7 separate regions of the Mus musculus genome follow, and all the other regions are linked to region 1. The links are chromatin contacts, called in public HiChIP or PLAC-seq and promoter capture Hi-C maps. All regions are on one chromosome and are shown on one strand. Each heading gives the region's core, a stretch centred on a gene start, on an enhancer-like site or on the middle of the called end of the contact. The rest is flanking DNA. Distances are from core to core; before and after follow the strand shown. Region 1 holds the start of Hsf2bp (heat shock transcription factor 2 binding protein). Region 2 has its middle 33 kb from the start of Wdr4. Region 3 holds the start of Pde9a (phosphodiesterase 9A). Region 4 overlaps Pde9a (phosphodiesterase 9A). Region 5 holds the start of Rsph1 (radial spoke head 1 homolog (Chlamydomonas)). Region 6 overlaps Pde9a (phosphodiesterase 9A). Region 7 overlaps Slc37a1 (solute carrier family 37 (glycerol-3-phosphate transporter), member 1).

Evidence for each region. Promoter capture Hi-C pulls out the DNA fragments that hold promoters and counts their contacts. HiChIP or PLAC-seq counts read pairs in DNA pulled down with a chosen protein or histone mark. Capture Hi-C pulls out chosen DNA fragments and counts their contacts.
Region 2: a promoter capture Hi-C map of embryonic stem cells shows a contact between it and region 1, with 2.8 times the contacts expected there. The contact joins the enhancer-like site here to the promoter of Hsf2bp in region 1. A contact is called at or near these places in 9 of 39 promoter capture datasets (the 3T3-L1 cell line, the C10 cell line, cranial neural crest and 4 more), 1 of 15 datasets of contacts at CTCF or cohesin (large pre-B cells), 1 of 484 Hi-C or Micro-C datasets (brown adipocytes), 3 of 115 datasets of contacts at active chromatin or transcription factors (embryonic forebrain, embryonic stem cells and forebrain) and 4 of 9 other capture datasets (adipose tissue, embryonic stem cells, liver and 1 more).
Region 3: a promoter capture Hi-C map of liver shows a contact between it and region 1, with 4 times the contacts expected there. The contact joins the promoter of Pde9a here to the promoter of Hsf2bp in region 1. A contact is called at or near these places in 6 of 39 promoter capture datasets (embryonic stem cells, hippocampal neurons, maxillary cranial neural crest and 2 more), 1 of 15 datasets of contacts at CTCF or cohesin (large pre-B cells), 3 of 115 datasets of contacts at active chromatin or transcription factors (embryonic forebrain, embryonic stem cells and large pre-B cells) and 3 of 9 other capture datasets (embryonic stem cells, liver and pancreatic islet).
Region 4: a promoter capture Hi-C map of hippocampal neurons shows a contact between it and region 1, with 3 times the contacts expected there. The contact joins the enhancer-like site here to the promoter of Hsf2bp in region 1. A contact is called at or near these places in 4 of 39 promoter capture datasets (embryonic stem cells and hippocampal neurons), 1 of 484 Hi-C or Micro-C datasets (gonadal supporting cells), 2 of 115 datasets of contacts at active chromatin or transcription factors (large pre-B cells and stem cell-derived neural progenitor cells) and 2 of 9 other capture datasets (embryonic stem cells and liver).
Region 5: a contact with region 1 is called in a promoter capture Hi-C map of embryonic stem cells, with 2.3 times the contacts expected there. The contact joins the promoter of Rsph1 here to the promoter of Hsf2bp in region 1. A contact is called at or near these places in 4 of 39 promoter capture datasets (cranial neural crest, embryonic stem cells, hippocampal neurons and 1 more) and 1 of 9 other capture datasets (liver).
Region 6: a contact with region 1 is called in a promoter capture Hi-C map of the HPC-7 cell line, with 3 times the contacts expected there. The contact joins the enhancer-like site here to the promoter of Hsf2bp in region 1. A contact is called at or near these places in 7 of 39 promoter capture datasets (the HPC-7 cell line, embryonic stem cells, hippocampal neurons and 3 more), 5 of 115 datasets of contacts at active chromatin or transcription factors (embryonic stem cells and large pre-B cells) and 1 of 9 other capture datasets (embryonic stem cells).
Region 7: a contact with region 1 is called in an H3K27ac HiChIP or PLAC-seq map of extraembryonic endoderm stem cells, with 3 times the contacts expected there. The contact joins the enhancer-like site here to the promoter of Hsf2bp in region 1. A contact is called at or near these places in 10 of 39 promoter capture datasets (the HPC-7 cell line, cranial neural crest, embryonic stem cells and 5 more), 3 of 484 Hi-C or Micro-C datasets (cerebral cortex, cortical neurons and embryonic stem cells), 6 of 115 datasets of contacts at active chromatin or transcription factors (T-cell acute lymphoblastic leukemia, embryonic forebrain, embryonic limb bud and 3 more) and 3 of 9 other capture datasets (adipose tissue, embryonic stem cells and liver).

What each region holds. Positions count from the first base shown.
Region 1 is chr17:32,032,952-32,035,763 of GRCm38.p6, forward strand. It overlaps Hsf2bp (heat shock transcription factor 2 binding protein), which reads right to left and starts at 1,557. Exons shown (of 8, transcript NM_028902.1): 1 at 1,494-1,557; 2 at 310-460. The coding sequence starts at 1,541.
Region 2 is chr17:31,477,639-31,480,690 of GRCm38.p6, forward strand. No RefSeq gene overlaps it. Among named protein-coding and RNA genes, the nearest start is that of Wdr4, 33 kb to the right of the region's middle. Within about 2 kb of position 1,688, at least 19 of the 459 cell types and tissues checked have an H3K27ac peak or open chromatin away from gene starts, as enhancers often do. A contact at or near this core is called in embryonic stem cells and liver, where this site is marked.
Region 3 is chr17:31,384,860-31,387,988 of GRCm38.p6, forward strand. It overlaps Pde9a (phosphodiesterase 9A), which reads left to right and starts at 1,375. Exons shown (of 19, transcript NM_008804.4): 1 at 1,375-1,497. The coding sequence starts at 1,429.
Region 4 is chr17:31,449,733-31,452,867 of GRCm38.p6, forward strand. The region is part of intron 7 of Pde9a (phosphodiesterase 9A); the gene reads left to right. Among named protein-coding and RNA genes, the nearest start is that of Gm9902, 16 kb to the left of the region's middle. Within about 2 kb of position 1,694, at least 54 of the 459 cell types and tissues checked have an H3K27ac peak or open chromatin away from gene starts, as enhancers often do. A contact at or near this core is called in hippocampal neurons and stem cell-derived neural progenitor cells, where this site is marked.
Region 5 is chr17:31,276,041-31,278,885 of GRCm38.p6, forward strand. It overlaps Rsph1 (radial spoke head 1 homolog (Chlamydomonas)), which reads right to left and starts at 1,256. Exons shown (of 9, transcript NM_025290.4): 1 at 1,162-1,256. The coding sequence starts at 1,215.
Region 6 is chr17:31,423,441-31,426,463 of GRCm38.p6, forward strand. The region is part of intron 4 of Pde9a (phosphodiesterase 9A); the gene reads left to right. Among named protein-coding and RNA genes, the nearest start is that of Gm9902, 10 kb to the right of the region's middle. Within about 2 kb of position 1,506, at least 48 of the 459 cell types and tissues checked have an H3K27ac peak or open chromatin away from gene starts, as enhancers often do. A contact at or near this core is called in the HPC-7 cell line and embryonic stem cells, where this site is marked.
Region 7 is chr17:31,308,279-31,311,398 of GRCm38.p6, forward strand. The region is part of intron 3 of Slc37a1 (solute carrier family 37 (glycerol-3-phosphate transporter), member 1); the gene reads left to right. Among named protein-coding and RNA genes, the nearest start is that of Slc37a1, 14 kb to the left of the region's middle. Within about 2 kb of position 1,708, at least 57 of the 459 cell types and tissues checked have an H3K27ac peak or open chromatin away from gene starts, as enhancers often do. A contact at or near this core is called in embryonic limb bud and extraembryonic endoderm stem cells, where this site is marked.

The sequences.
Region 1 (2,812 bases), core at 307-2,806:
AGCTCTAACCATTACTTGGGTTTTTAAGGTGTACACTATAAAGCCACACTATGAGAGCTGGCAGTCAGATGTAACTTGAAAAATTAGCCTTACCCACCAAAAGCTGATGTCATTGCAATCCAGTCCCAATTGGTAAAGTGCTGACAAAAGCTCCAAATACCTCCCAAAAAATTTAACAGGGTTCCAGACTCATATCTGGTATGTTGCTCAAATGTCAAACATCTGGATAGACAAGTCCTAGCAATCCTGAACTTCGCTCAACTCCCCTGCCCACCCAAAGACAAGTGGCATGCATGAGGTAAGACTCACTTTTTTCTACCATCTTTAATTTCTGGAAACTTTCCAGTAACTCCCCATTTAGTATTCTGGGTAAGAAGTCCCGTATTTGCATCACTTCCGTCGTCAGCCGTTCCAGGTCCTTCTTTCTGACTTTAACAAATTCTTCTTTAGATTCCATGTTCTAAAAGAACAAGTAGATCTTAGCATTGTAGTATTTCTCTTCAGATGACTAGAACTAGCATCCCAAATCGACTTGCTCCCTTTTCTTTCATGCCTCTTACATTCATAATTGCCTCACAAATGTGTTTTTCTTTCATGCCTCTTACATTCATAATTGCCTCACAAATGTGTTTACATACGTACCTGTGTGTGTGTGTGTGTGTGTGTGTGTGTGTGTTAAGGTTTTTATTTGGTTTTTGAGAGGGTCTCACTGCGTAGCTTTGGTTGTTCTGGAACTATGTAGACTAAGCAGTGTGTAGGCCTCTGCCTCCATAGTGCTGGGTTACAGTCTCTTCCACCACTCTTGGCACCTAATGTCCCTCCTGTTACACATATATGGATATAGATGTGTGTGTACACATGGGCTTTATATACAGAGGGCCATGATGACGGGGACAAGGGTGATGATTCACACCCACAGTCCTAGCTTCTCAAGAGACTGAGGGTGAAATATGGCTTTGCCCAAGCGTTGGAGGCCAGCCTGAGCAACATGTCAAGACTGATTCAGTAAGAACAAATATGGTGGAGGAGGGAATGGAAATACGTAAGGGGAAAAACCGAACTCATATTCCTAAAAGCCAAAAGAAAATGCCTGCAAGTTAATGCGCCCCAGGCTGAACCGCTCGGGTGGGATCCCTGCGGCCGCATTTGGCTTTTGCTGACCCCTAACATTCACACCATCATACAATGGCATCCTACCGGAAGTAGGCATTAACCAGGCCCTCTCATGAAGGGGCATCAGGGGCAGAACCCAGATAAGTGAGTTCTCAGCTCCGGCTCCCCGGAGCCTCAAGGCCTAAGGCCTGGGCTACCACTTTTTAACCTGAGGCATCCGCAGATGATTTGGAACTGTGCCTCTTGTCTCCGGCCCTGGCCCACCCTCGCGCAGCTCCTGGCCAGGTCCCCTCAGGGCTACAGGGACATCTCCTCAGGCACTGGATCCGCCCTGAGGGGAGTAATCAGCAGCAGCTCCCATATGTAGGGCACCCACTGACCCGGCAGGCCTCCTCAGTACCGGACCCGTCGCCCACGGTTGCGGCCATAGCCGCTGCCTCAGCTTCGTGCGCCTGCGCAGAGCTCGCTAACACGCACACACAAAAACGCGGGAATCTTAAGATGCCCCACGATACGGAAAGCCACAAGGTTCAAATCTCGACGATTTGCTCTTCACTCTCGCTTTCTGGGTCCAGGGATGAGATGGACCTGGATTCTACTGTAGCTTTCCTACTTCAGTTGCGTTTCAGACTTGTTACCTGCAAAGTGAGGCCTGAGAGTCAAGCAGAATCCGTCCTTCCCTGTTTAGAGAGAAGATGCTACAACCAAACCTATACACTGTGAGAAACCGCGCAGGGAAAACCTCATCGTCCCTTGGCCCCAAGTGCTTCTGTGCCAGCACTTGGGTGGCGGAAGCTGGAGTTCAAGACAAACTTGCTACATAGCATGGGAAAATCTAGGCTGGGCTACATGGGGGTAAAAAAAAAAAAATCAAAATTAAATCACCAAAGCTTGGAAGAATATACTAATCTAATAATTCTCATGTTTGATAACGTAGAGTTTTAGATGTCCCTAAAGTTTGCACAATTGTTAAAAGCCTTCTTTTATGTTGGTTTAGTATGTTCCCGCTTGTGCTGGTTTATGTCAACTTGACACGAGCTAAAGTCATGGGAGGAGGGAACCTCAGTAAAGAAAATGTCTCTATAAAATCAGATTGTAGCAGGCCTGTAAGGCATTGTCTTAGTGACTGATGGGGAGGACCCCACCTATTATGGGCGGGGCCATCCCTGGACTGGTGGTCCTGGGTTCGGATTTCTGAGTTCGAGGTCAGCCTGGCCTACAAAGTGAGTTCCAGGACAGCCAGGGTTATACAGAGAAACCCTGTCTCGAAAAAAAAAACAAACAAACAAAAACAAAACAGGCTGAGCAAACTGCAAAGAGCACGGCGGTAAGGAGCACCCTCCATGGCCTCTGCATCAGCTCCTGCCTCCAGGGTCCTGTCCTGGGTGAGGTCTGGTCCTGGCTTCCTTCCATGGCGAACAGTAATATGGAATGTGAGTCAAAACAAACAAACAACGACAACAACAACAAAAAAACATTTGCTCCCCAGCTTGCATTTTTGGTCCTGGTGTTTGAAAATCTCACTACCCACTGCTTAGAACTGTGTGTTTTGAATGCAGGACTTACAGAGTCAAGTTAGATCCTCAAAATTTCCCTCTACAATAGACATCCCTGCATCTCACCCAGACGTCGTGTGTGTGGATTTGCTGATTCCCCATTCAACAAGCCTGCACCTGTCTCAAGATGCGGCGGAAGGCTT
Region 2 (3,052 bases), core at 438-2,937, 560 kb before region 1:
TCTGTCTCTTTGTCTCCCCCTCTCTCTTTCTGTCTTTGTGGGGTATGCACACTCGTGTGTGTGTGTGTGTGTGTGTGTGTGTATTTTCCTCACCATGTTGCTGAGGCTAACCTCAAACTTTCCATGTAACCCAGGCTAGCCTTTGGCTGGCCTTTGGATTTCAAGCCCTCCACCTCAGCCTCTCAGCCTCTTACCACAGCGACTGCTCCCATCTCCTTTGACCTACTCGGTTCAGCCCTCATCTCTTCTTGGTTTTGCTTTTGTCTGTCACCTTAATCCAGAGGAACTTCAGAAGCCCTCTGTCACCCTGCAGGACAGGACAGTCACCTGCTACGCTGACCAGAAAAAGACCCTCCAGTCCCATCTGCTCTTCCCACCTTACCACCAAGGACTTCCCCCACCCGACCCTGCCCCCAGGCCTGGGATCCTGACTGACTGCAGTAGGAGATTCCTGAGCCCTCTGGGAATGAATGGGGGAGGGGAGGAAAGGGGACCAGTCTAAGTAAGTGGCCAGCTAGCAAAGTAGACTGACTAGGACTCTGCTCTGGTAGGGAGAATGCAGAAGACTGGTGGACCTGCTTCTGTCCTTAGACATTAGGACTTGGGAGTCTCCCAAGACCCCAGAGTCACACCCAGCCTGAGGTTAACAAGAGCTGTGAACATATATACTGCCCCATCCACACCAGGAGGACCAGAGACTGGAGACTTAACTGGGGTCACTCAGGAAGCCTTCGAATGCCTTCCAACCTGCCCATATCGCTTCAGTAACGTAACCTCTCTGCACAAGCAACTCTTTTTTTTTTAAAGAATCATTTATTTATTTTATATATATGAATACACTGTAGCTGTCTTCAGACACACCAGAAGAGGGCATCAGATCCCATTACAGATGGTTGTGAGCCACCATGTGGTTGCTGGAAATTGAACTCAGGACCTCTGGAAGAGCAGTCAGTGCTCTTAACCACTGGAGCCATCTCTCCAGCCCCCACAAGCAACTCTTAAACCATTCAGCTAACAAACTTACGGTGCTAGTCTTCCGCCATCACCAGACTCTAATTATGCCACCACAGAGCTCTCTGAGCCGTCCCTGCTCACTTCTCAGATAAATTAGTCTCTAGCTTGTTGGGCAGGACTCGGGCCACCCTTCCCCATAGTCTTTAGTCATACCTCTGGCTTCCCAGCATGCCTTATGAAGGAGGATGCTCCACCCCTTAATTTGCATACTGCAGATGGCGATGGGGTCTGTACCTTTTCTAAGTTTTTGTTTGTTCACTGCCCATATAGCTTTCCTCTTCAGTGAAACCAAACCTTTGTTCATTTTCCTCGTGGGACCATCTTTATCGATCACAGGGGCTCTTTATTTTCTGAACTCAGAACCTCGTGGTTATTGTTATATTTTCATAACCGACAGTCTGGGATGTTCTGGTGCCCCAGCATGGCACTAAGAGGTCATGGGTATGGAGTCCAATGACTGAGTGTAGCACCTGACGAAAGAGACACAGAATCCTGCGTGTTCTTCACCCCGGGGGAAGACAGATGCGTTTCTGGCCCTCAAGAGCCTGCTGCAGCAGACCACCCAGACACCTGGCTTCCTGCCTGGGAACTGGGAGGAAGCCTGTCTGCTGTGCTCTATCCCTGCACGGTGTATAGGGGCAATGAGCACCTGTCCAAAGGTGACACAAAATTGCTGCTTCCGACCTCTGCTGTCTTTGTGCAGCTGCAGCAGCCTCCTCTCCCCTAGAAAGTTCACTCCCAGAGTTCCAGACTCTGGGTCAAAGGTCAGTTGCATCTGTGAAGCTCCAGATAAAAAAACATTTCTGGGTGGCTTCAAGTGACTGCTCCCCTGGGCTGCTTCTGCCTCCGGCTCCCCTTCCCTCCTTCTCTTCCCCATCTCTCAGTCCCTCTCCCTCATGCCCTGCCCCCCCGGGGAATGGAACTCAGTGCTTTGTGGATAACGCAGGACACTCCCATCATCCGGCCTAGCCTGCATCTCCTCACACCATCTCCTTGCCTGGATAAAGTTCATCCTAGATGGGGGAAGGACGCTCTGTCTCCACTCTCCTCCAATACCTGATGTAAGGCCTTCCCTAACCATCTGTCTGAAAGCTTTTGATCCAGCCTCACCCCTCCTCCTGGGCCCCCCTCCCCTTCCTGGTCTTATTGTCCTTCAGTGTACTCTAAGGTGACCCAACCTTGTTCCTGGGCTGAGGCCGGGATTTTTACTCCCCAGCTGTAAGTCCCAGCCCTTCTGAAGACCTCACACTACCAACGTCACTGATGGGTCTTCTCCTTGTCTGTGCTGCTCCCCCTAGCACTGGGTGCACCCATGAGCTCCGTGTGTGGGAAGTTTGGGCTGCATCCTAGGATCTCCTGGTTCATGCTAAGTCTCATTGCCATGCCTAAGATATGTGGAATTGGCCAGGTTAATGGGTGAGAGTCCTACCTGGGCTCCTTCCTGCCTCGGTCGTTGGAACTGCCCTGTGACCTGCCTCACATCTCAGAGTCAGCCAGGAACTCCAGGTCTCCCCCACCCCCACCCCTCAGATGTCAGCATAGATACCAACTACTCCACACAGTTTCTCCTGGACCCACAGGATATAGGGCCCCTATCACAGTGTTACATCCTGATTGTGGGTGATCCAAATTGCTCATGTAGGCAGGTGCCCTGCAAAAACCACTTCCCAGGAAACCAGGAAGCACACTCCTTTAATCTCAGCACTTGGGAGGCCGAGGCAGGTGGATCTCTGAGTTTGAGGCCCACCTAAAGAGAGTCCCAGGTCAGCCAGGGACACACAGAGAAACCCTGTCTCAAAACAAAAACAGGGCTGGAGAGATGGCTCAGTGGTTAAGAGCACTGATTGCTCGTCCAGAGGTCCTGAGTTCAAATCCCAGTAACTACATGGTGGCTCACAACCATCTGTAATGGGGACCTGATGCCCTCTTCTGGTGTGTCTGAAGACAGTGAGAGTGTACTCACATTAAAAAAAAAATCAAGCTTAAAAACAAAAACAAAATCAAACAAACTTCCTAGATCCTGACCTTCAGGGATGAT
Region 3 (3,129 bases), core at 125-2,624, 650 kb before region 1:
GGCCAATGACCATCCACCAGGTGAAAACCAGAAAGGCCAAATGAGGGAAGGAAAAGGCCATGGACCAGGCTGTTTGGTGAGGCTGGTTCCTCTCAGGCCCATAGGATAAGGAGCCCCAGGCATTCTCAGCCAGCACAAGCCAGACAGCAGCAGATGGGCAGTGTGGCTGGAAATCCACTCAAGACAAACAATAGGCGCCTTCTCCAGCGGTTTGACAGCGGCTTCCAAGAGCAACAAGCAGCAGAGCCCCTCCTCCAGCTGTTCCCACAAGGAAAGCCCCAGAGAGTCATTTGTGTCCAGAGGCCAAGGAGACCTGAAATTCTCTCCCTTCAGGCTTACCATGTGCCCCCCAATCCCCATGAAAAATAGCAAAAGTATATGTGAGTGTTGTGGGGGCGTTGGTAAGGGAAGTGCTGCATCTAACAGATAGTTGACTGGGCAACCTTCCCTCTGCTTAAAGGGCAGGAACGGGGCTGCCCGGTCAACTCCAGGTGGAGGGAAACAGCCTTCCCGGCCCTTCCAGGAATGCACAGGCTGCTTGGGGAAGGAACTTTCCCCACTTCCGATTCAAATTAAGTGAGGGTGGCCTTTACTGCAGGATGGGGGTGTGTAAAAGGGGAGGGTGTAGTAGGGGGGAGGGAGAGCTGATTTCCCAGCACTTTGGGCCACAGCCACAGCTCTCAGCCCAATGACTGCTGTTAACTGACTGGTGTCTGTCTATAGGGGTGATCTCTGATCACCCTAAAGGGCACAGTGGGCATGTATGAAGGGGACCTTAGAAACAGGCTGTCAAGGTGACAGGAATCAAAGGAGAAGATGGGGAGGGGAGGGGATGGGGAGGGATAGAAAAGAAAGAGAGGGCCGGAGGAGGGAGGTGGGGAAGAGAGATGAGAGAGTGGGAAGGGACCCTAGGTGAGGAAAAGGGAGAAAGAAGGGGAGAGGGGGAAGGGAAAAGGTGGCAGAAAGGGAAGCAGGGTAGGGGAAGGAAAAGAAGGGGCGAGAGAACGGAATAGAGGAAGGTGGGCAGAGAAAGCAGGAGGAGGTGGGAGGGAGAAAGAGGAGAGCCTGGGAGACAGGAATAATGGGGGAAAGGCTGGGAGGGAGGGGGCAGACATGGGAGAGTGAGGAGAAAGGGTGGGGACGAAGGAGCTGAGCATGAGTGAGGAGGGGGAGAGGCGTTTGGGAGGAGCCTTGGAGAGAAAGGAGGAGGATGGAGAAGGGGAGGGATTGAAGAAGGGAAGGGAAGGGAGAGGAGGGGATGGAAGGGCGGGGCGGGCCAGCGCCGTGGGAGGAGGGGCGTGTGGAGGCCGCGAGCTGCCAGCTCTGGTTGGCTGGCCGCCCCCGCCCCTCCCCCCGCCCCCGCCCTCCCGGCGCGGCGGCCGCGGCGAGAAAGTAAGGTGAAAAAGTCCAAGTGCAGCTGCGGGCGCGATGGGGGCCGGCTCCTCAAGCTACCGGCCCAAGGCCATCTACCTAGACATCGATGGACGCATCCAGAAGGTACCCCGATCCCCCTCCCTCCGAGGCCTCCGTGCGCCCTAATAGGCGCAGGTGTCCCCACCGCGGGCTCGGAGCCCACGGATCAAGCTGATCTTGGCGGCTCGCCCCGGGAGGTACGGCAGCCTGCGGTGCAGACCCGCGGGGCCGGTTCCAGGTGGAGGGTGACAGTCTTGAGGGGGATCCTGCCTCTGCACCCTGTGGCCTCGCGGCGACTGAAGGGACCCGCTTTTGACTGTGCCGTACGCTGTCCTCCCAACCAACTTGAGCCACGTAGGAGTGCGGTTCGCCACAGACCCTTTTTGTTCATGGCCCTCCCCAGCCCTTCTAAAGACCCTTCTCTGGGCACAGAGTGCCCTTGACTTCTGTTGATTTTGACAAAGGGACAATGGGCAAGCTGGCCTGGAGGACGGTTGGGGAAGGGGGTGTCTCATTAGCTCCTCCTAAAGTGCCTATGGAAACGCCTTTTTTTGTGGGGGGAAATTGCACCCGGACATCTCAGGAAAGTCGGGCAGCTTGCTGTGGACTCAGCAAAGGAAGCTAAGGAGGGTTGCCTGCTGGGTGTGGGCCCTCCTTTCTCAGGTGTGCGCTCTCTTAGCTAGCTGGCTGGTTTGCTTCCCCAGTAGGAGAAACCTACCTTCCTCAGCCTGATCCTGGGAAAATGGGAAGTCCCATCCCTCCTCCAAGGTGGGCCCTTTGATAGGCTCGGTGACTTGGGGTGGCCTGAGAGGCACCTTCAAGCATCACTGCTCAGCTTCTTACTTAAGCAGGAAGGGCAGGTGCAGGCTCTGACTCCAAAGGCACAACTACAGAGATTTAACAGCCGCCCCTTCCAGAGGAAGGAAGGGCTCTCCTTGTGTGTCTTCCTGCTTCAGTCCACACGAGCACAGATGTGTTCATGCATGTATGCACAGTGTGTATACAAAGCACATATCTGTACACATACATTTCCCCCATCCCACTAAATGAGAATTTATTAAAGCTTTTTGTTTTGTTTTAATTTTGGCGCAAGGGATGGGCTTCATGCATATGAGGCAAACTCTTTGTCATTAAGCCATATTGCTGGACTTCTTTGAGCTCTTTAAAGAGGAAAGAGAAGGTGTCACCTGTTCGGCAGTGGTAGGTCCTTCCTAAATTCTCCTCAAAGGTCCTCAAAGAGCTGCTCAGCAATGCACGGAAAGTAGAAGAAAGGTTTAGGCCCTCCTGATCAGACTGGTCTGTCACTGTGGGGAAGGTGGGCTTTTCCAGTGGACATACCTGAACTTGGGTAATCTCTGGAAAGGTCACCTATAAGCCAAGCCTGGGATGGGTGGGGACAGGTACCTACACTAGGCTAGAAAGACATAGCCCTGGGTGGAGGCAGACCTGATGTGGGTGCTGGCTCTGCAGTTCTGGGCTCCTCTGGCTGGCATTCCTCTCTGTGATGGGATCGTCGTATCTGTTTTATAGACTGTAATGAGAGTAAATGGGAGATAGAAACAGTGCCTGGAACATTGCAGAACACAAGAGGCATTATTCTCCTCTCAGTCTCTGTCTGTTCATAAACATCTTTGTACTCACACCAGGAAGGAGAGGCTGGTGGAGCAAGCGGGGCCTCCACCCTGTCACTGTGGTCAGCTCATCACTGATCCTGGG
Region 4 (3,135 bases), core at 444-2,943, 580 kb before region 1:
ACCGTGTCACACTCAGGATCATGTGGAGTGGCTAGCTGGTGTAGAGTTAAGGAGCTCTTTATTATTATTATTATTATTATTATTATTATTATTATTATTATTAAAGATTTATTTGTTTATTTATTTATTTATTATAAGTACACTGTAGCTGTGTTCAGACACACCAGAAGAAGGCATCAGATTTCATTACAGATGGTTGTGAGCCACCATGTGGTTGCTGGGATTTGAACTCAGGACCTCGGGAAGAGCAATCAGTGCTCTTAACCACTGAGCCATGCCTCCAGCCCAAGGAGCTCCTGTTCCATTAGATTTGGGTGAAGGGCAGGGCAAAGAATCTTGCAGCCATAGGACACTGAGTGATCAGCTCACTCCCACTGTTCCTGTGAAGGTAGCCAGAATCATAGATCCCAGCCTAGAATCATAAATCTTCCATATGCTCTCAGGGAAGGCAGAAGACAGAACGTAGATCTTCAGGGGCCAGGACAGTCCCATATGCATGACCTCTAAGAAGAACCAGAGTCACCTGGAGGACAGACACTCAGTGAGGCTGGGAACCAGCGCAACAGCCTCTGACCCAAGACCTCACTTAGCCTGTGATCACCCCAGAAGGCATGGTTCCCAGCACCAGGCAGGGGCAGGTGGCCTCTGTGCCAGCCCCCATCAGCAGCGCTGGCAGTCTGCCTGGAGTGGGTTTTTGGCTTGTCTCAGTGACGGGTGTGCCTCTGTACCCCACAAGTACAGTTTAGAGACATAAAGCAGAGCCCTCTGGTGCCTCCACAGGCACCAGAGACAGCATTCTCTGCAGACAGCACTGGAGGTGTCCCTTGTAAGAAAGAGACAGGGTGAGATGCTCAGGCTCTGCCTTCCAAATGAGCAAACAGATGCGAAGCTCTGGCCTGGCTCAGGCACCTGGAGCCACTTTTCTATTCTGAGCCAGTGCTTTAATGTTCAGGATGCAGGATGGAGAAGGTAGTATTTGTGGTACCTCTTCTGTCTTATTGATGGAAGGAGTCCATTTTAAGTGCAGAAGCACACTCAGCCATCAAGCCCCTCCCCGCCCCTCAGGATGAGGCTGTGTAAATCACCTAGACTGTGGAGAAAAGTTGCACCCTTGAGAGGTGCAGACACTACCTTCCTCAAGGAACCAAAGGGACAGGAGACCAGGTGAGGTAGAGCCTAGCTCTACGCTTACAGTAGCTCATGAGCCTGAAGGACAGACTGACATTTGCCCACTTTTGAACACACTCTGACAGGGGCTGGATCCACCAGAACCTACCTAGAGACAAGAGACGGGCTGTACACAGCCTTGGGAAGACGGTATTCTCCTTAGACTTACTGAGGTTTCTGTTTCCCTGAAAGGAATGGATTCCAATAGCCAGCTCACATTCAGGGCAGAGGCGCACACATATCCTACTGGGAAAATATGGTTGCTGTGGTTCCCATGCAAGGAGGGAAAGAATATCCTGCAAGGCCGGTGTAGGGTAATGCAGACAGAGAGTACTGACTGAGGCTTGAGGTCTGTACTCTTCTGCATGTGTCTCAGTCGAATGGCCTTGGCCATGAACTGAGCCCCGGGGGGTGGAAGGCTGGGAAGCCCAGGAAACGAGGCAAAAATGAGCTCCAGACAGAACAAAAAGAAGAGGCACTAGGCCAGCTGCTCTGCCCGCTGGAGGATGCTGGTTCCTGTGGCAACGGGGCTCAGAGTGGGAAGTGGCTGGCCAAGGCAGGGTCAGCAGGCATCTACCAGCCCAGTCTGCCCCCAAGGCCTCAGTGGCTAGGAAGGAGCTGGATTCCAGCAGTCAGCTTCCTGCCTGGGAGGGCTTCCATATGCTCTCAGGGAAGGCAGAAGACAGAACGTTGAACAGAACACAGTGAGGATGTGTGTATAGGAGAGACTGAAGGAGAAACAATGTTACCCTATATAGCCAAGAGCAGAGCGGACCTCTCATAGTCAGGGTGGAGGTGCAGATGGCTTCACTGGAGCACTTGATTGGCTCCTTCTGTTGGTTCCTAGAGCAAATCCTATACATTTGCTAAATCTGTTAGAATCCCCTTGGTACAGCGACTGTCACAATAAGCTGGTAGGTTTTGCAAGTGGTGCAGTTGGGAGAGAGGCAACTGAAGGCTGTGTTTCAAAAGGAAAAGATTTATGATTCTAGGCTGGGAAACCGCACAGGCTCATGGGAGACTTCAGACAACACAGCTGGAGGCTGGGGGGGGGTGGCGGGGGGGGGGTCACTGGTTCAGTTGAAATCTATTGCAAAGCTGGACTCCTGGGTTTTTCCCCTTCTAGGTGTGTTCATCTAGTTTTGAAGGAAAAGAAACTTAATCTACTGCTCTGTGATCTTTTTTCACTTGTAATGTTGTGAAAAATAAGTAGATTCAATTTTAACCCTCCAGGTTGTAGGGTTTTTATCTCTTCTTTTTCTTAACCCAACACCAAATATAGTTGGGAGGCTCAGAAGTGTAGCCATGTGTGTCCTCCATGCCTTAGAACCTTCTGAGGGCTGTCGAGATGGCTCAGCGGTTAAGAGCATTGACTGCTCTTCCAAAGGTCCTGAGTTCAAATCCCAACAACCACATGGTGGCTCACAATCACCCATAATGAGATCTGACGCCCTCTTCTGGTGTGTCTGAAGTCAGCTACAGTGTAATTATGTATAATAATAAATAAATCTTAAAAAAAGAAAGAACCTTCTGAAAAGACACTCTAAGATGTTCTCAGAGTGGCTTCCAGGGTGTGGGGTTTAGGGAGAAAATGGAAGACATTGGGATTTCTCTTTGGTTTTCTCCTGGGTTTGTTGTTTTGTTTAGTTTGTTTGTTTGTTTGTTGTTTTTGAGTCAGGATCTCCAACTATAGCCCTGGCTGGCTGCAGACAAATGATTCTTCAGCCTCATTGGTTGAGTGCTGACATCACACGTGTGTACCGACCGTCACATCCAGCCGCATCTTCGAGAATAAAAATGTTTTGCTGTGAGCAGGATAGTGCTGGCACATACATTTAGGCCCAGCACTCAGGAGGCAGAGGCAAGCAGATCTCTGTGAGTTCAAAGCCAGCCTGGTCTATAGTGTGAGTTCTAGTTCAGCCAATGTTACACAGAGAAACCCTATCTCAAAAAAAAAAAAAAAGTATG
Region 5 (2,845 bases), core at 6-2,505, 760 kb before region 1:
GTGTGTGTGTGTGATGTGCAGTAAGGTGGGTATATCCATGACCATGTAGGTGTTTGCTCATGTGAACGTTCATGCTCATCTCTAGAAACCAGAGATTGACATGCAATGTCTTCCTCGAATCTCTCCACCTTATATTTTGAAACCGGTCTCTCACTGAAAGCTGGACACCCCCCCCCCCCCCCCCGTTCAGGTAGGCTGGCCAGCCAGCTCCAGGGATCCTCCTGTGCTAGCTCTTTACATGATAGTGGTATCTGAACTCAGGTCCATGTGGCTCAGCAAGCACTTTACTTGACAGAGCCATCTTCCCCATGGAAGGAGAACCCTAAGAAACCAGGTCTGTCAGATTGGAAAGGAGGCAGCTAAGCCAGGGCGCATGTTGCAAACTTCAGGTGCAATACCAGCCTCCAGCACGGAGACCATGAGGTCTAGATTTCACACTTGAGAGAGTCCTGTTTTTTTGCACTAGCTCCTTGGTGTTGGGAGCAAGGGACTCCAAAGCACTCCTGCATCTTCCCACTGACCAAGCTGCTCCTGCTCATGGATGAAGAAGTTAAGTAGGGAAGCCTGCAAAGAGGTCTGAGCAGGTACCAACACTGCATTACAGAGCATAGGGCTGGGCTCTTCAGTTGATGCTCAAACTCCCGTTTGCTCACACACAGCAGGCCTAGTCCCCACTTTGTCAGCCAGGGCGTGGTCATTCTCGGATTTAAGGATAAACAGCCGGCCCACAATGCACTCACCATGAGAGCACATCCTGGCTATGGGTCCTTTGCCTTCCCTCTGTTGTCTACACTAGGGAAGTGATCCCGATGACTTGGGATGGTTCAGAGACACTGATTCAAGACCTACATGGTGAAACCTTGAGAGCCCGGGCCACCTCAGCACAGTGGTGAGTTGTCAGGAGGCAACCTTCTCTATCCCTTTAACTCATACCCTCTGCCTAGAAATCTTCGCCTTTAATGGGAGGCGGGATGGGAGCGGGGAAGGAGGGTGGAAACTAGACGTCACGGCGTTTCACCTTTCAAGCGACTTCCTGGACTCAGCGCCGCCAGTGTGGCCGGCGTGGTTCTGTCCCCGGCCTTTCGGCCCTTCGGTCCCCACGCCTCCCGCTCCGGAGCTGCGACGTACTCCAGAAGTCCCTCCCTGGTCAAGAGCTCTCACCCCAAGGTCGTTCTCTCCCTCCTCCTCTAACTCCTCAGAGCCCAGGTCCGACATGATCTGGTTTCAGACAGGATCTCAGGAGCAACGTCTCTATCAAGCAGTTACCAGCCACCCCCACGCGCGTCCCGCGTCGTCATGGAGACACTGCCCGCCCCACTTGGCTCTCCGCCTGAAAGAGTGGCGGAAAACGGCTGCAAAAGAAGCGTGGGAGGAGCCAAGAGCTGGAATAGTGTCCTAGCAACTGGAAGGGCATTTCTGCCAATCGCCGCCCAGGACGAGGGGGTGGGCGGGGCCTTGGCAGACTTGGTACCCACGCAGACCTGGCCTCCTAACATGGGCAGTGTCACTGGCCTGGGGAATGTCCTTAGTAGTCTAGTTTGTGGGCTCTACAAGGAACCACCTGAAAAAGCAGACCCGCCATTAGGATGAGAGATGTATCTCAAATCTAGGCCTTGCCTTTCAATCCCTTGGGTCCCCCGTGGATGCAAGGACCCTCCCAGGCTCATCTACACTGAGATGTTTGTGGTCTCTAGATGAGTGTACTCTTGAGTCTTTTCTGTTTCCTGTCAACACGTATACACTGGAGCGATGAATTCTGACCACTCAAACTCATGCTCACTGACCCGGGTCAGGGTTTAACATCTCAAACCAATTCAGGTTACTTTTGAGCTTTCTCTCGCAAAGAACCCACATTCATTCTGCTCTGTCTTCTGGTGCCTGTGGGCTTCCTCTCAAAGGCCCAGCCTGTCATGCCACGCATACAGACCCACTCAGACCCACTTATTCACACTGACTGTCTCTTACAGATAGGTCCCTCCAGTGCCACATTCTACCCTGCAAGGCCCCTCTGGGTCCCCTCCCACCCCTATACTGTCATCCCAGGCTCAGACCTTCCTGCTAAGCTAGACTTTCTGTCCCGGTATCTGGCCTCCTACCCGTCTCACAGTTTTCCTCTGTGCAGAAACCCAAGCACACACAGGCTCCCTCTATGTCCTCAAGATCCCCCCTCCCTGCACTAGCTACATTGCAAACAAACCAAACCGCCCAATCCTCTAGTTCCTACTTCTGGCTTCTGCCTGCTCTAGCCCACCAGCTCCCTGGAATACCTGCTTGCCCACACTTGAAAGCACACCAATACACTTTTTTTTCCTCCCCAAAGATTGGCTAAAGAGCTGTCTCCCCGTGTAATAAAACGTAAAACATAACTTGGGACAGACAATTTAAAATGCTAATGTGCCTTGATGTGTATGCAGTGTTCCAATTCACACACACACACACACACACACACACACACACACACATACCAGGTGCCGATTTCCACAGCCACAGCCACAGCCACAGCCACAGCCACAGCCACACGACCACTGTAATCACTCCTGGGTGCAACCTTTAGAATCTGCTCTTCACACTTCATGTGAACTGTCCTTGTCACTGTGACAATTTTGGTTGTCAACCCAACACACTCGGGAAGAAGGGATCTCAATCGAGGAATTGTGTCCTGGTCTGTGAGAATGTCTGTGGTGGGTATTGCTCATTGGTGGAGGAGAACCCAGCCCACTGTGGGCGGCACCATCTCTAGGATGTGTAAGCAAGCCAGAGGGCATGAGCCAGTAGGTAGTGCTCCTCTTAGGTCTTCAGCCCGTAAGCCAAATAAGCCATCCCTGCCCCTGAGTTGCTTTGGTCC
Region 6 (3,023 bases), core at 256-2,755, 610 kb before region 1:
TAGCGTGACTCCAGAAGAGAGGGCAGGCCAGTCTTGGCCACCGGATTGTACAGAGTTCTACTGCTCCTGCTGGGTTTAGCCAGGGAAGACTGACTTCTGTCTGCAGATGTGACAACCTCTGTGAATGTGGAAGTCTGTGTTTGCCTTGCTGCTCAGGAGGCTGGAAAGGAGACAGCCTGAGCCTGAGATTTCAAGATAAGGCTGGGTACACAGACCTTCCAAAACTTAAGAAAGGGAGGCAGCAGAAGGGAGTGTGTGTGTATGTGTGTGTGTGTGGGTGGGGGGGTCTTTTTCCCTAGCACTGGGAGACAGTCCCTGCTTCTAGATTGCTTCTCCTTTTATGAGGGAAATAAAGTCACAAGCTGTGACAGAAGCCATCGGACAGGCTTTTTTATGTCAATGGTGTCCGTAGTCCATCATTTTTATTTTAAGTAGCTCAAATTAAGGCGTTTCTCAATGGCAATATATACCATTGTGGTTGACAGCCCACTGCAGCATGCCTGCCTGCGAGAGACAAAGATGTCTGAATACTAGCCACAGTCCTGAGCCCTCAGACCCATATAGGACCAAAGTGTGATCCTATGAAAGACGCAAGCTTACCCTGGTCTGAGCTGCCCTCAGGCAAAGCAGAGGCTGCCACGCTGCACAGTAGCCACAGGGAAACAGACCCCTGTTTCACTTCTTGCCCAAAGCAAGATGCAAAGCAAAATGTGTGGAGATAATGGGACCTGTAGTGTCCCTGTGGTCCCTGGAAGAGCTGGGTGCCCGTGGTTTTCTCAAGACACAGCGGCTGTTGACTACTGAGTCACACTCAACCTGGGGACAGGCATCTTCAGTTTCTGAACCCTGCAGAGAGCTTGCAGGTTCTGTATGCCCACCATTCCCCCAGCCTTCCCCTAGAGTCTAGGTCAGGCCTGTGCAGCCACACTCTGCCAGTTTGGTATCCATCTGGTTGAGGCAGGTCCTGTGTAGTCCTTTACATCAGCATATGCCATCAGCACCACTGGGTAAGGCTAGGATGCTCTGCATCTAGGCTACAGTGCAGGGGAGGTCCAGGGCCTTGTTTACAGCAGCTTCCTTGGCACCACTGCTGTTTCCAAAAGACAGAGGGCAGGGTACAAGTGGCAAGTGGCCAGTGATATACAGTGCTCAGAATTCCTGCTGGGGACAGGCACACCGCCTCCCCCTTCCTTGTGGAGATAGAGGCAGCCTTTGCTGGAGATCTAGGAAAGACCAGGTCAAAGGAGCCGTGTGTCCTTGAGGATGAAACTGCACCCTGCGCATGCTCCCACACGCTGTGTGCCTAGTGTCTCAGTGACTAAAACAGAGGCATCCGAGGCCAGAAGGTACCCCTGAGAGGGCTTCAGGGATGTCTATAGTGCCACCACGGAACTCCAGGCCCTGCCACACAGAGCATTCCATTCCGCCAGGTCCGCTTGGACTAGAGAAAGCAGCTCTGTCAGCCTGGCGTGCATGCTTATCTTAGAAGACAGAGGATGAGGTCCACCCCTCGGGGAATTTGCATTCAGCTTCCCTGTTTGCTCAGACATCATTTGCATGCTGCTACACCCAAGGTTCAGCCCGCGGTGGAACAGGTTGTCATTGTGTATCTATCCTGTTTATCCTTAAATGTTTCCATCACCCATGGAAGCCCGCACCTGAGTCTTCCTTTCCTACCCCTCCCCTCCCCTCCCAGGCTTTGGCAGCCTCTAGCCTGCATAGTCTATTAGGTCTGCCTAGTCCCCATGTTTCAGATATGCCACTGTGGCATTTGGGGTTACATCTTGGGGGCCACACAATCTGTGTGGTACAAAGTTGCTATACCATTCAATCTAGGGGTAACTGATGGTGCCTCATATGGGTGGGCCACATTTTGACCCCCATTTATCAGGGGACACACCTGAGGCTTGTAGCTATTGTTTGCAATACCGCTCTGAATTTTCCTGTGTATTTTTGGGTGGATGTTACATTCATCAACATTGTTACTGTTTCAAGATACACGGGGAGTTGAATAAGCCCATCATTCTTTATAGACACCTAACAGACATGAGGGGAAGGGACTGAAGGTTCCCAGCAAAGCATAGGACTCCAGCCTCGCCTGGCCTTAACGTCTCCATGTCTCAGTGGGCAGTTCTGAAACCCACCAACCACATCCTTCTCCATCCTTGTGTCCCCTCTGCCTGAGGACTTCCTCTGATCAGGGAAGACCCGGAGTACTGGATGGCCAGTGCTCCAGACATCTTTTCCGAGAGGACAGTCTCCTGATATCACCAATGCAGGAGCCCAAAGGGACCCCAGAGTACCAATCTCCATACTTCCACAATGGTCACTTCCTCATGCACGTGTCTCTGTTTCCCCTCCTTTGGAAGACTTTCTGCATAACCTCCCTAAATGATCTGCAGATCCCTTTTGTGGGAGCCCAGTCTTAGAGCTTTGAACTTGAAAATAGGAATCCAAGAATAAAGGGCCCATCTGAAGCTGCATTCATCCGCCAGCTGCGTGAAGTGGCCTTAGGAAAACTATCTCGCCCCATGTTCTTCCATTTCCTGTGCAGAATAGGAATTAAAATAGACACCTCCGCAGGGCTCTTTAGAGGGTAAGTGATGTAATTTATGCAGAATGCCTATTGAGGGCTGGCCACTTAGCAATGCTCAGCAAACGGTAGCTATCATTTAAAGTAACCTCCCAGGCAAACCACTGGGCAAAAGCTTGTCTCAACAAAACTGCAGGATTTCAGTGGAGCAGGGACGAGATCCCTCAGGGCCAAACCTGGAGTGTGGACTCTGGTTTTGCTCGGAAGCCAAGTTCCTGCTCTGAATTTGGACGCAGATGTGTTACTTGTGAGCAACAATAATGTTTCTTAATAATATTTTCTATATTTAGTGCCATTTCAGCCCAAAGCACGAAGGCTTTTAGGCTTCATAGACACATCCTTAATCATCCTTGCCTGCACTACTTTCTAAAAACAAAGAGGATGCAGCATATAAAATGCAACATATAACTGTTCCTGGAGTTGCTTGCTC
Region 7 (3,120 bases), core at 458-2,957, 720 kb before region 1:
TTCATTGTCTAGGGCGGTGCTAGTAAGGGGTAGCCAGTACTTTCCAGGGAAGCACTTGGAGACCTTCAAGTAAGAAGGCCTTTCAGAGGACAGTAGTGGGTGGCATTAAAAGCCCCCGTGTATGACATGTGACAAGGGCTCTGACATCAGCACCAGTGACCAGCCCTGGAAATTGGAATGTTGTCTCTGTGATTCCTTCCTGCTTAGAGAATTCACACTTAGCTCCTGGCAGAGGCATATCACAGAAAGCAAACATCAGGCCACACCTACAAGGGGCCTCTGGGATCACTGAAGGCATGGGATCAAGCATAGTCAGGGAGCCTTGCCGGGGCTTCCGGGATTGATGCTAGGCCTACATGGGTGGGCGAGGGACCACGTCCAGTACCAGGTAGAGGGCAGAGTGTCACCACGGAGTCATTGCCTGTGGGACAGGAATGGTGAGTGAGGTGGGCATGGCCACTGGAGGGTCTCCAGGGCAGGACCTTGCCCTTGGACTCTGATGAACACAGGTCAAGGTCACACTCTCCTTGCCTTAGGTATGCAGAAGTGACCCTTGGGACCTCTAGGTTTTTTGAAGAGGCGCCTTAGTTTGAATCAAAGTCTCAGAGCCCATGGTTGAAAGGACTTGTGTTTGTTGTCAGGAGGAAGGGAGCTCACCTTAATGTCTTCTACATTGGTCCCCTGGCTCCAGGCTCTTGTTTCTTATTTAAGTTATGTATATGAGTATGTATGTGTATGTGGCTATATCTTCAGACACACCAGAAAAGGGCATTAGATCCCATTACAGATGGTTGTGAGCCACCATGTGGTTGCTGGGAATTGAACTCAGGACCTCTGGAAGAGCAGACAGTGCTCTTAACCGCTGAGCCATCTCTCCAGCCCTCTATTATTATTATTTTTTTTAAAGATTTAGGGTTTTTTATGGGTATGAGTGTTTTGCCTACATGTATGCATGTGCATTATATGCATGCCTGCCTTCAGGGTCAGAAGAGGGTGCCAGAGAGCCTGAATCTAGAATGATGAACAATTGTGAGCTGCCCAAAAGGATGCTGGGAACTGAGCCAGGGTCCTATGAAGAGCAGCCAGTGCTCAGGACTGCTGAGCCATCAGTCTAGTCCCTGGGCTCTGCTCTTAACAGGGCTGCCCAGGAGTCTCCAGGGCAACTAATTGCTTGCATATGGTCAGGCTCTCTAGTGAACCCGGGTATACAATAGCTTTATGCTGAATCCCAAAGGCTGCTTTGCCTCCTGATACAGACAAGGCTGTCTCCACCTATGATTTAGACATCACAGAGCCCTGGGAAGTATGCAGCCTCCGCTACTGCAGCTCCCGCTATAAATGACACAAATGATCCAGGAACGAGGATGATTCTATCAGGGACCCCATGAGTCACCATCTGCAGTCTGTATTTCCCAGAAGATTATAAACAAAACTGGAATACATTTGCTTACTAGACCCTGACTGAGAACGGGCCATGATTCGCCCAATGGCCATGACTCATTTGTCAACTGATGACATCAGGTCAGTCAGGGTGACACTTGCCTCAACCGTTGCTGATTGCTTTTATCTTTCTCTGATTTAAAAAAAAAATAGTGCCTTTAAAAACGTTCTGATGAACCTGGGGCTGAGAGGACAATGTTGTTCCCTCTCATGATCTCTGCCTGCAGCCAGACATCTTTATTTGAGGCAGATGTTTTCCCTGGCTGGTAGGCAGATGGGGTCTATATCCCAATGGAGGGGAATTTGGGGGGACCTTCCTCCAGGCTGGGCCAGAGCAGAATCTGTAAATAGATGGTTTCTCAGAAAGGTTACTGCATGGTCCCTGAAGAGCGAGGAAGGGTGGGAGAGAGAGAGAGGGAGAGGGATTGGAGGAGGCTGGCTTGAGGATAATTGTTGACAGCCCTCTTTGCACACAAAATTGAAAATGGAAAAACAAAACAAAACAAAAACAAAACAACAACAACAAAACCCACGCCAGGGCAAACAGAAAACAAAAATTAAAAAGGCCAGCGCTGTCAAGGAAAGCTGTTTTCTGAAAAGTTCCAGTGCTTCCTGTGGTCATGGGAAAACCTCAGCAGAGATTTCCGCATTAGACAAGATCTCTCTGCGTGGCCCTAGCTGGCCAGGCACTCACCAAGTACAGCACGCTGACTTCAGACTCAGAGATCTGCCTGCCTCTGCCTCCTGGGTGCTGGGATCAAAGGCATGCCTGTACCGTCACACCCAGCCAAGTTTTTAATCAAATAAAAGAATCCTAAAGTTTATATGAAAAGATACTCCTTAGGAATTAATCACCAAAAGGCAGGCATGATAAAGTGCTCCAGTAATACCAGCACTCTGGAGGCCTGGAAAATCTCTGAGAGTTCGAGGCCAGCCTGGTCTACCTACATAGGGAGTACCAGGGCCACCAGGGCTACATAGAGAGAGCCTATTTCAACAACAACCAAAAGAAAGATTTTTTTTTCGAGACAGGGTTTCTCTCTATAGCCCAGGCTATCCTGGAACTCACTCTGTAGACCAGGCTGACCTCGAACTCTGAAATCCACCTGCTTCTGCCTCCCAAGTGCTGGGATTAAAGGCGTGGGTCACCACCGCCCCGGTAAAGATAACTTTTAAATAAAACAAAGTAAAAATATATATAAAAAAAAAAAAGTAGTGCATCTTTAAGTACCATAATCAAAGTATTAGGCTGTTGCGCGAGAGCAGGCAAAATGCTTAAAACAGAGGAGGGTACAACTGTTTTTAATTCCGAGATTGCTGCCTGGGATGGGTAACCTTGTCGCTTGATGGCTTAGTGATGCCCAGGAGGTGAGAGAATCCTAGTAGATCTCGAAGGCGCTGACCTGTCAGTAGATTAAGCACCACTGGATTCAATTTGAACAGTTGGGACATTGTGGAAGATCCCTTTAGCCAGAGGAAATGGATCACTTGGGGGGTGGGTCTTAGAAGAGCATATCCTGCCGAGGCCCCGCCCACCACGATGCCCCGCCTTCCCACAGCTCAGAAACCTGAGGCCAAAGACAGCCCACTGTCCTAGCAAACCAAGAGCCAAACTACACCCAATTATAAGTTATTTTTCTCAGGCATTTGGTCAAAGCTATCAAAACAAGCATCCATAAT